2 separate regions of the Mus musculus genome follow, and region 1 is linked to region 2. The links are chromatin contacts, called in public Hi-C maps. All regions are on one chromosome and are shown on one strand. The core of a region is the stretch at or near the end of the contact, and the rest is flanking DNA. Distances in the headings are between cores, read along the strand shown.

Region 1 (5,559 bases), core at 2,191-4,690, 140 kb before region 2:
GTTTATAGTGTCTCAGACTCACAGAGCCACCACAGTCAATCTCAGATGTCTTCATTGTCTTGAATGACACCTGTTTGTGTCAGCACTTGTGCCTCCCCGCTCCTCCCGGTGCTCCCATGCCCTCGATGGGTTCTCTGTCTTAGAAGCCACATGCATGGACTCATCAAACTGAGAGAATGTGAGCCTGTGCCAACAAAGGGAGGCTGCAACCCGCAGTGGCCACAGAGGACCACCAGAATTCTGAGGAATCTCTGACTTGACTGCCCCAGGGACACACCTGATTGTTCGAAATGCAAGCTAAAACAAAAACAACAACAAAACACTGCAGTTTAGGGTCGGGGTGTGGCTCAGCACTAGACAGCTTGCCCAGTATGCTCAAATAATTAAGTCCCTGCATTTTCCCCAAACCCCAGCCCCACCCTCCAATCCTGTCTGTTAGAGATGGCTCACACACCTGAGTCACTGACTCCGTTCCATCGCCCAGCAAGCCAGCACGCCCCACTAACCCAGTATCCATTCAGTTATACCATGCAAATGTGTGGGTCAGATCTGTTTCTCCCTCCTATTGGACATGCAGTAGGCTGTCATATTCATGACTGCCGCATTCTTTGCATTCAACCAGCTGCGCCTAGCATACGCAACGCCTTGGAATCACCACCAATAACGCCAGTTGTGGTGGTGGACGGCTGCAACCCCAGCACTTGGGAGGTGCCACATGGGACGAGAAATTCAAGTCCATCCTTGGCTATATGGAGAGTCATAGGCTATCCTGGGCTACAGGAGACCCTGTTAAAGGGGAAGACTGGGGGGAGTGGGGGACTAAACTCCAGCCATTGAGTGTCTCTGCTTCTCAGAGTCATTTTCTGGACTCCTGTTTTATAGAAGTCCTAGAACTGGCCGTACCACATCTGCTGAGCCCTTAAAATGTAGATAGCCAAACTTAGGTGCACTCTAATCCTACACCACGGTGTCTCGAAGCCTCTTATGGGAAGTAAGAGCATGCCCACTGCTTCATTGCTATTTTTACATCGGTTGCATGTTGAAAGGAGAATGCTTGTGGATAAATAATCACTTGATTACAATCGATTCCAGCCAGGCCTGGTGGTGCGGTGCTTTGATAGGTTTGGATCCCCATAGATTCATGCTCTTAGAGGCTTGGCTCACAGGACGTGCCACTATTACAAGGTGTGGCCTCATTGGAGGAAGTGCGTCACCATGAGGGCCGGCTTTGACGTCTCGTGTGCACCCAGTATGGAATCCCAGTCTCCTCCTGGCTGCCTTCAAGTCAAGATGTAGAACTCTCTGCTTCTCCAGCACTATGTCTGCCTGCACGCTGCCATGCTTCCCGCCACAGTGATGTGCCAGTCCCAGTTAACTGCTTTCCTTCATAAGAGTAGCCTTGAGGGCTGGAGAGGTGGCTCAGCGGTTAAGAGCACTGACTGTTCTTTTGAAAGTCCTGAGTTCAAATCCCAGAAACCACATGGTGGCTCACAGCCATCCATAATGAGATCTGATGCCCTCTTCTGGTGTGTCTGAAGACAGCTACAGTGTACTCACATATAAATAAATAAATCTTAAAAAAAAAAAAAAGAGTTGCCTTGAGGGGCCGGAGAGATGGCTCAGTGGTTAGGGGCACTTGCTGCTCTTCCAGAGGACCCAGGTTCCATTCGCGGCACCCACAACTGTCTGCATTTCCTGCTTCACAGATGAATGCAGGCAAAACACCAAATGCACATAAAATAAAAATAAATAAATCTTTTTTTTTTTTTAAAGAGTTGCCTTGGTTACGGTTGTTTCTTCACTGTAATAAAACCGTAACCAAGACAGAGGTACTCCTCAGCATAGTGGAATGCTGAGGCAGGGGCATCTTGAATTCAAGGCTACCCCGGGCTACATAAGAGACCATTGTCTTTAAAAGGATTCCAGGTCAGTTCCACCTGTTTCCCTTTTGCTTCCCAAAATGTACGCACTGGAAACAGTGCTTCTGAGAGTCTTCCTATGTAGCCCACCCTATCTAGCTTTGGGCTTAGTGCAATCCTCAGCTCCCTGTCAATGACCTCACACCCCACCTAGCAGCTCCCCAGCAGCCAGAGTGTGTATAGAAGGCTGTGCCCAACCACGTGGAAGGCATCCTGTGCCCTGGGGCATCCTGATTTCCTTCTGGATTCTCAGCCCTTCTCCTCCACACAAATGAGGGGAGGCAGGCAAGCCATGTGGAGCTGGGCCAGTCTTTTTACTCTTACATGGAGAGCATTAAAAAAAAAAAAAAAAGCCAAGGATGGGTGGGGCATGGCGGGGCACGCTTTTAATCCCAACACCTGGGAGTCAGAAGCAGGTTGATTTCTGTGAGTTTGAGGCCAGCCTGGTCTACATAGTGAGTTCCAGGACAGCCAGTGCTGGGTAGAGAGACCCTGCCTCAAAACAAACAACAAACAACCCACACAGCCCAGTGGGGTCTGTCACTGGGAGGTGTCCCTTCCATTCTAGTCTCACCATCTTGATACACCACGTGGGCCCTTGTACAGAAAGCATGTCTCTGTTAACAGGTCTCAGGGGCACCATGTGGGCATGCAGCTCCTGGGTCCTCTTGGGCAGCCACGTGACCAGTGCTTTCACCCAAACCCAGGTTCAACGCTCTGCCATCCAGGTCCCAAATTCTTGACTTCCAAATAGGACACCCTGCTGATGTCATAGCCGACCCCACAAAGGCTGTAGCACCTCCCAGTTGAGGTTTCTCCGAGGAGGGTAAGCAGAGGTCACCCAAGGGCCTCATTCAAACAGATTATGGCTGGCGTATAGGGGAGCCCAAGATGCTGCATCACAGAGGTACCAGTGCTGACGGCCCTACGCTCTGCACCCTAGCAGCCAGGCTTTTAAAGCAGTGCTCTGAAACCTGGCTGTACAGTAGAATCATCTGACCTTGTGTTACCAGGCCCCATCCCAGAGCAGCTGCCTCACTCTCTGAGGGAGCCCAGTCTTTAGTGGGTTCACAGCCCCATAGGAGACTTCAGTGTGCCGCCAGCCTCAAGAGCGGCATCTGCCTGGAAACTGACACGTACAGGAGTGATCTGGGAACCTTGACAAGCACCCAGAGCCTTCAGAGTCTGTGGTTCTAACTACCAGCACTGTAGTATAGTTTACAGATGGACCACAGCAAGGCTATAGAGGCTAACGTCCTCTCAAGTAGAATTAGAGTAGGGTCAGGGAAGAAAGCCAGCATTTGTTTTGGGATGGTGTCCAAATACTGCTAGAGTTTTCTGAGACGTAACCCAAAGCCACCTACCCTACCATGAACATCCAGGCGGGCTGTGCATTGCAAAGTCCTTTTATATGGCAGATTTTAATCTTTATTATAGTTCCCCAGCAGGTGGCAGTAGACAGTCTAAAGACCCACCAATTCAGAGGCAGCAAGGACTGCCTGGCTTCCCGTAGGTGTCACCACAGTGCAGAGAAGAGCATTTGCCCTGTCTTGTTTGTGAGGATAGAGTGGTGCACACTTGTAATCTCAGTACCCAGGAGACGGAGGCAGGAGGACCACAGCAGATTCAAGGCCAGCCTAGTCTGCATAGTGATGTCCAGGTCACCCAGGACTATTCTGTAAGACTCGGTCTCAGACAACACCACCAAAATACAAGACAAAATCCCCCAAATTACTGCCCTTCAATGGGCTGCACTGCTTTGTATTTAGGGTTGGGGAACACGCTAATAATCTCAACATTCTGAAGGGCGTCAGGATGGCGGCCAGGCAGTCCTGAGTTCAAGGCCATTCTGACTCAGTGGAAGTGGCAGGTATAAGCCAACATGCTTGATGCACAATTTGTTGTTGGTGGTGTTTTTTTTTTTTTAAGATTTATTTTATTAATATATGTAAGTACACTGTAGCTGTCTTCAGACACTCCAGAAGAAGGAGTCAGATCTTGTTGTGGATGGTTGTGAGCCACCATGTGGTTGCTGGGATTTGAACTCTGGACCTTCGGAAGAGCAGTCGGGTGCTCTTACCCACTGAGCCATCTCACCAGCCCCCGATGTTTTTTTTTTAATTGAGCTGTAAACACCTGTGACAGTAATAAATGTTAAAAATTCTTTTTAATTATCCATATGGATGTGTGTATGTGCAAATGGGTGCAATGCCCTGGGAGGCCAGAAGGGGGCATCAGATCCACCTGGGAATAAAGTTATGGGTGGCTTGCAAGCCAATCAACAGGATGTTGGGAACCAAACTCCAGTCTTCTGCAAGAGCAACAAATGTGCTTAGGGGCCGAGCTGTCTCTCTAACCCCTTAGTAATCCTTACAGTGCACTTTCCAGTAGCACACGGAGCCAGCACCATGCCATGACTCTTCTCGGTATCTAACTCCAGAATCCTGCTATCTCCAAGAGGAACCCCTGCCCCCGTCAGCAGACAGTCCATCCATCCAAACCCTGACAAACATCAGGTGGCTTTCCAGTCCTCTGTACTTGCTGATTCTGGACAATTCCTATAGATGCGATCATACCTGGGCTTTTGTGTCAGACCTCTTCTCCTCAGCATCACGGATTTGGAGATATATTTATGGTATAGGATATTTCAGTATTTCTTTCTTTATTTTAAACAATATTTATTTGTATGTGTGTGCATATGCCAAGGTGCATGGGTGGAGGTCAGAGGACAACTTGTCGGAGCTGGTTCTATCTACAGCGCAGGTTCCAGGAATAGAATTCAGATCTTCAGGCATTGCAAGCACCTTTACCTGCTAAGCCACAGAGCCAGCCCCCCACCTCATCTCTTTATAAAGATTTATTTATTTATTATATATAAGTACACTGTAGCTGTCTTCAGACACACCAGAAAAGGGCATCAGATATCTTTACGGATGGTTGTGAGCCACTATGTGGTTGCTGGGATTTGAACTCAGAACCTTCGGAAGAGCAGTCAGTGCTCTTAACTGCTGAGCCATCTCTCCAACCCCTTCTTTCTCTTTTATGACCAAATAAATATCCCATCATCTACATGGGTCTTCTGCACCCTAGGCAAGTGCTTTATTATTGAGCTATACCTCAAGCCCTGGTCTATAGACATTTGGCTGCTTCCTTCTGATGTTAATTCAAAAAGTTGTTATGCGATGTGATACAGGACACTAGTTTGAAGTGGAAGGCTTCTTGAGTCTAGCTCTCCATATCACAGAGACCCAGCTGCAGAGTCCGCAGGTCTCCTCTTGTCCTCTTTGTGTCCTTAACAAGCCCCTCCAACATAACACCACAGAGCTCTCTGCCATTACAGAGGAGGGCTTGCACCTGCTCAAGGGACTGGTGAGATGGCTCAGTGGTTAAGAGCACTGACTGCTCTTCCGAAGGTCCTGAGTTCAATTCCCAGCAATCATATGGTGGCTCACAACCACCCGTAATGAGATCTGATACCCTCTTTAGGTGTGTCAGACAGAAGTCAGCTATAGTGTACTTATATTTAATAATAAATAAATCTTTGGGTCAGAGCAAGCAGAGACTAAGCGAGCAAGGTTGACCAGAGCTAGCAGAGGTTCTAAAAATCCAATTCCCAGCAACCATCTGTATAGCTCCAGTA
Region 2 (5,746 bases), core at 746-3,245:
TAGCTTCATGGCTTCTCCCAGAGCCACCAGTCGGGTAGGTCCACCATACATGTCTGCCGGGCAACTAACTCGAGTATTACAGGGCAACTAACTCGAGTGTTACACTAACATCTATGGAGGCAAGAAGCATTGCAGCTTCTCCAGGGGGCAACCACAGGTCCTCAGGCCTGGCCTGTGGCAGACCATGGCTCATTCTGGTATCCTAACAGATGTGGAGACAAAGGAAGCCACAGCTAAAAAGAGCAGATGGACAAAGTCACTAGGATGTTTGTGCATAAGATCTATCCTTGGGTCCATGCAGACACACTCGGGACACACCTATGATTCAAGGACAGCAGGTGTGAGAGGCTCACCATAGCACAGGAACACATGTTCTCACTATGGACAAAGAGGGAGGCAAGAGTCTGTAGTCTGGGTTCCGGCCACACTCAGCCTCCCCTTGGGGACTCCCCCATAGAAGCCAAGGGTCAACCAGGACCATAGGCACAGCAGCCCCCAAACCAGAAGCACACCCTCACAATTCTTTTCCAGGTAGCTCAGCCTGGAGGCCACTGTGCCCTCTGAGGGAGAGAGGCTTGGTGGTAGCCTACATGAGGCAAACATAGGTGGGCCAGCAGCTGTAGGAACTTAAATTTGTCAGGTTAGCTTCAGGAACCTCCTGGCCAGAGCCCAGAGAAGCTGGAGACACCGGAGGGAAGCCTTGGATGTAAAGTCAACTGAAGTGGAGACAGGAAGGCTGCCAGGCCCACCCAGGTGGGTCCATAGAGGGCTGTCCCTGCAATGGATGGAGACGGCAAAGACCTAGTGGCTGAGGGTACAGCTCTGTGGTAGAGTCCCTGACTGGTATGCACGAGGCCTTGGGTTAGATCCTGAAAAAAGCTAGATCCCTAGGAACTAACAATCTTCAACACTCGCACAGAGGCAAGCTGGGCGTGCACCTGCAAAACAGAGCTCAGGTCTTTTCTAGATAAAACAATACTCAGGAGGCAGATGGTGAGAGTTAGACTATACAGTGAGCTCGGGGCCAACCTGGGCTACATGAGGAACCTGTCTCATGGCTTCTTTCAAACATAGAAAAACAAAGTTATAGTCCCTCCCTCCCTCCTTCCCTCCCTCCCTCCGTGTGTGTGTGTGTGTGTGTGTGTGTGTGTGTGTGTGTGTGTGAGAGAGAGAGAGAGAGAGAGAGAGTGCTGAAAATGTTTATTTTCAAGGGACCCTGTAGAGGCAGTGAACCAGAGGCGTACACTGAACTAACCCTACTTTTTCCTGGATACTTTATTTATTTTTAAAGAAATCGGAGACAGCAGGATATCACCAGTGCTCAGGTTCTTTAGTAAACACAGAAACAGCACAACTGTGGCTGAACAGCACAAACAATGGGTGCCGCTGTGTTCTGTGTATTTTTAACTTCCAGACTTCATGAAGGTGAGGAAGTCTAAGTCTGCCCCTCCTGCTGAGAACCGGGGTACCCCGGGGCCTGCTGGAACAGAATCCCTAGCTTCTACTTCCCCTGGACCAAGGAAAAACCTCACAGGACAGAGCAACTTCTACATGCCCTACCCGGACCTGCCCCATCCACGATGGGCACTTGAGGTCCAATCCCCTTCAAGGGAGGGACAAGCTCACAGCATCCAGAGGGCTCTGCTTTCAGAGTTATCTAGATGAGGTGCTGAGGACAGGGTCCAACCCATCAACCACACTCCAGGAGTCCAGTGACATCACCAATCACCAATCAGAGATGCTGATGAGCCGGCAGAAGTCCTGTTGCCACACGGGACTGATAAGATTCCAGCTGGAGGCTGAGACTCAAGGCACATCAGACCAGCTGGCACTAAATCCACCCCGCTCCACTACAAATTAACCCTGGAACCCACTGAACCCCACAACTTGCAGCGTCCCCTCCTCCCTCGTAGATAAAAGGCAGCTTTATCTCCCTGGTCCTTGCCCTGCTCTGTGCCAGACCCCCCACCCTTCCACAGAGAGGCCCATCTGTCTATTGATTAAGCCATTAAGGAACAAGTAAATTGGCTACACTCTGCTGTTTGTCTTGACCTCAGTAAGTTCCTGAGGAAGAAAACCCGATCCCAGGAAGACCCACCCACCCCTAGCTGCAGCCATTTTGAAATCACAGTGCAACCGTGAAGGGTTTAGAAGCCATTTACTTCTGCTAAGTTACCTCACGCCCACTTGCAAGTTAACAATATAGAAGTCAGGAAAGCCCTCCCTTCAGAAAGGGACATTTGGAGCGGGTTCACACAGACTCGGCCTGCTAGGCTACAACATGAGGGACCTGTCCTCATCCGGGTGAAATGTTCATGTAGACAGTCCCCCTTCACTATGGAAGCAGAAACCATCCCGTGGGGCCTGTCCTTCCAAGAACAGGCAGTAAAATTCCTGGCTTCTGCGCTCACCCCCTATACACAGCAACAGTGGAGACAGCTCCAGTTTGTTGCTGGGAGGTGGTTAGAGGGATGGGGTTGGGGGGGGGGGGGGGGAGATGAGAAGCCACCAGATAACTGAAACCTCTGCTGTCTTCCTGCCACTGCGGACCATCACCATAGAAACCACATCCTGCTGCTACCATGGCAACCATGCAGTACCAGCCGCTTCGAGAGCAATGATGCAGAGGCCACTCAGGAAGGCTGCTGCAAGGCCTTAATGCTGAGTGTCCTGCGGTCCCCCCGTCACGGGGCCAGGAAGTGACAGTAAAGAGCCTTCCAAGTGATGCAGTTTAGAGTTTTAAAAGCTTACTTCCTGCTTGTTAAGGACTTAGCCCCTGAATCAAATAGTTCCCTGTTCCCCAGCAAAAGCATCAGTTAGGAAACTGGGAGATGAGACAGGGCACTGTGCTTCTTCTGACCATGGATATGATGCCAGCAGGAGATGGTGGGAGGGGGTCATCTCGCTTAAAGGTGCACATTAGCTTCAGCCATTCTAAAAGACCAGACACTGGTGAGTTAGGCCCTTCCAAAAGGAGCGCCTGACTTCATCCTCCTGGCCCGCCTCAGGTAACTGATTTCCCACTCTCTAACATTTCAAAGGTAGCTTTCAAAGAGCCTAAATGGTTTGACCGAGGTCACATAGCATCAAAGGCTGGGAAGCTTTTTTTCTCCAGGCAGGCCCTGAAAAATTCTAGTTAGCTTAGTTACACTCCATACAAAGTCTACAGAGGAGCGAGCCAGGCTTACTTAAAACAGCCAGTGCCAATTTCTTAATACGTCTGATTTCAATTAAACATCCATGGCCGCTCCACCGAGATGACTGCTGGGTCAGGCTTCGTGTTCGTCTCTCCTGCAGTGGAAACCACTACAGGTGCGAACGTGGAGACTCGGGAGACATGAATCTGTCAGAGGACACACGGCAGACAGGAAGCAACTGTGGTGTACACACTTGGCAGAAAAGCTCCAGGCACTCGGCAGGTAACAGAGTCCAGTCTGGATGAGGCCATTTGGCCAACAGGATTCCTAAAAAACTGGCAACTGCAACAAGCAATGGGTGAGCGTGCATGTGCACACACACAGACAGATACACGGGCACACACACACTCTCTCATACACACATGCACACACACATTCTCTCTCACATACACACGTGCACGCACGCACTCACTTTCTCTCTCACACACACACACACTCACACACATTCTCCCTCACACACACACATACACACACACACTCAGACATATATGAGCTTACACACACACATACTCTCTCACACAATCTTTCTCTCACATTCTCACACTCTCACACTCACACAATCTCACACTCACATATAAACACACTCTCTCTTACACGCTCTCTATCATACTCACACACACTCATCCACTCTCTCCCCCCCCCCTCTCTCACACACACACACACACACACACACACACACACACACACACACACAGCACCTGAGCACAGCTCTACAAAACTGCAGCTGTATCACCCCACTGCTGCAGCCCAAGCCACAAGGCCAGCTTAATGGCAGCTTCAGTCACGTCCGTTCTGGAAAGAGTGGATGTGGGCAGACCTTCCTGTCCTTACCTCACCGCTCTGAGGGCTGAAGAAGGCATGAACATCTCCCCGCACTTCACGGAGGCATGCCCGTAGTAGGTGTGCTGTGTTGAGCCATGGGAAGCTCTTCTTTTTTTACACTGTTGCGTGTGTGTGTGTGTGTGTGTGTGTGTGTGTGCGCGCACACACACGCACACTCACATGCATGAGTCATACTCATGTCACATCATGTGTGTGGAGGTCAAAGGACAACTTGCAGGGGTTGGTGCCCCTCTTCCACCACATGGGTCACAGGGATTTAACTTGGGCCACTATGCCTGGCAACAGGGGCCCTGACCCACCAAGCCACCTTGCTAGCCACACAGAGCTGTTTTTGCTGTTGCTGTTGTTGCTGCTGCTGGTGGTGGTGGCGGTGGTAGTGCCCCATTATACAGAGTGAGATGCTGACAGTTTCTAGTTTATCCTGATGTCTACACTTTCTAACAACCTCCAGAATACAGATAAGTGAGACTCAGGGAAGTTCAGAAATCCCCAAGTGAAGACTGAGAGGGATTCAAGCTCATCCCTGCCTGGCTTCAGGGCCCCCAGGCCCTCTCCTTCCCCTCGCCCATGCAGATTGTCACCTCTGCAGGGCTCTGGAGGCCAGGGTTGGTGCAAATGGCTGGACATACAAACCCGAGAACCCTGCTTTGGTTTCTCCGCTACCTGAGATGTGAGTGTAAGAGGTCAGAGCTGTGTGGGAGCTGCCCAACTCCAACCCCCTCCCCAAACTGAAGGGTGGAGAGAAGGAAACATGGGGGTGTTAAGGTTTCAATCAATACCTACAGATGTGCACACAAGTGAACCATCATCGACTCTGCCTTAGCCTTGCTGGTCAGTGTTCCCCAGGGAGAGGGTACAGGATGCTCACACAACTGTGCAGGTGGGGTTAGGAGCAAGCACACCTACATTGCTGAGCACCCAGTGACCTAGGTGGTTTTCCATTCCCATTCCTTTCCTTGTCTACACAGTTCCTTCACCAAGATGTAGTCCGGCCTGGGCCCCGGAAGAACATTAGAAGCCAGCTCCTTCCAAGCCTACAGTCTGTTCCCAAGAAGGTCAGGGTGCAGGTCAGGACATCCAGTAATTCCCCCGCCGGAAGGCCTTGGTCATTAGCCACCATACTGCCACTTCCTAGTTCCCAGTTCTGCACATTAGCAAGCCCCCTGGGACAGGTAAGCTGACCCTTAGCCAATGGTGGGTCACGATTTCACGATGATGACAGGCAGACCTGCTGTTGCTCGGCTGTCTTCAGATCTGAGAAAGCTGAAGAGGAAATGGTAGCATGAGGTAATCCGCGGGCTTTGCCCGGTAGACAGTTCAAAGCAGACTCAAGAAATAGCACCCTCCTGACTCCGGCCTTCCAAAGAGCGGGGCACCTTCCAACAGTCACCCGCCCTACCCCCTCTACTTCCAACACATGCATGTGTGCACACAGTCAACCACGCTGGCACATGGGGACCCCTGGCATTCACTCCACCTTACGAAGAAATTCCACACCTCCTCCCTGTGTTCATTTTCCTAGAAAATCCTCCACCAATAAAAGGTTCCCGTGGCTGGGGCGGGAGGTCAGCCCTGAAATAGACGTCTCGCACCACTGCCAACTTTGTGCCATGGCTACATCTTTCTTCCAAGCCTCTGGAGAAACTTGGAGCTCCAAAGCTACCATTCCCGAGGGATGGGATCACTTCCAACCAAGTCCCCAGAGA

Evidence for each region. Hi-C and Micro-C count contacts between places; a contact is called where the count stands out from the background.
Region 1: a contact with region 2 is called in a Hi-C map of regulatory T cells, with 1.9 times the contacts expected there. The contact joins two enhancer-like sites. A contact is called at or near these places in 3 of 484 Hi-C or Micro-C datasets (bone marrow-derived macrophages, cortical neurons and regulatory T cells), 3 of 115 datasets of contacts at active chromatin or transcription factors (embryonic stem cells, pancreatic cancer cells and stem cell-derived neural progenitor cells) and 1 of 9 other capture datasets (embryonic stem cells).

Annotation. Positions count from the first base shown.
Region 1 is chr8:117,463,327-117,468,885 of GRCm38.p6, reverse strand. No RefSeq gene overlaps it. Among named protein-coding and RNA genes, the nearest start is that of Mir7078, 6.8 kb to the right of the region's middle. Within about 2 kb of position 3,440, at least 8 of the 459 cell types and tissues checked have an H3K27ac peak or open chromatin away from gene starts, as enhancers often do. A contact at or near this core is called in regulatory T cells, where this site is marked.
Region 2 is chr8:117,319,095-117,324,840 of GRCm38.p6, reverse strand. All of the region lies in intron 1 of Cmip (c-Maf inducing protein), which reads right to left. Among named protein-coding and RNA genes, the nearest start is that of Gm51554, 6.8 kb to the right of the region's middle. Within about 2 kb of position 1,995, at least 83 of the 459 cell types and tissues checked have an H3K27ac peak or open chromatin away from gene starts, as enhancers often do. A contact at or near this core is called in regulatory T cells, where this site is marked.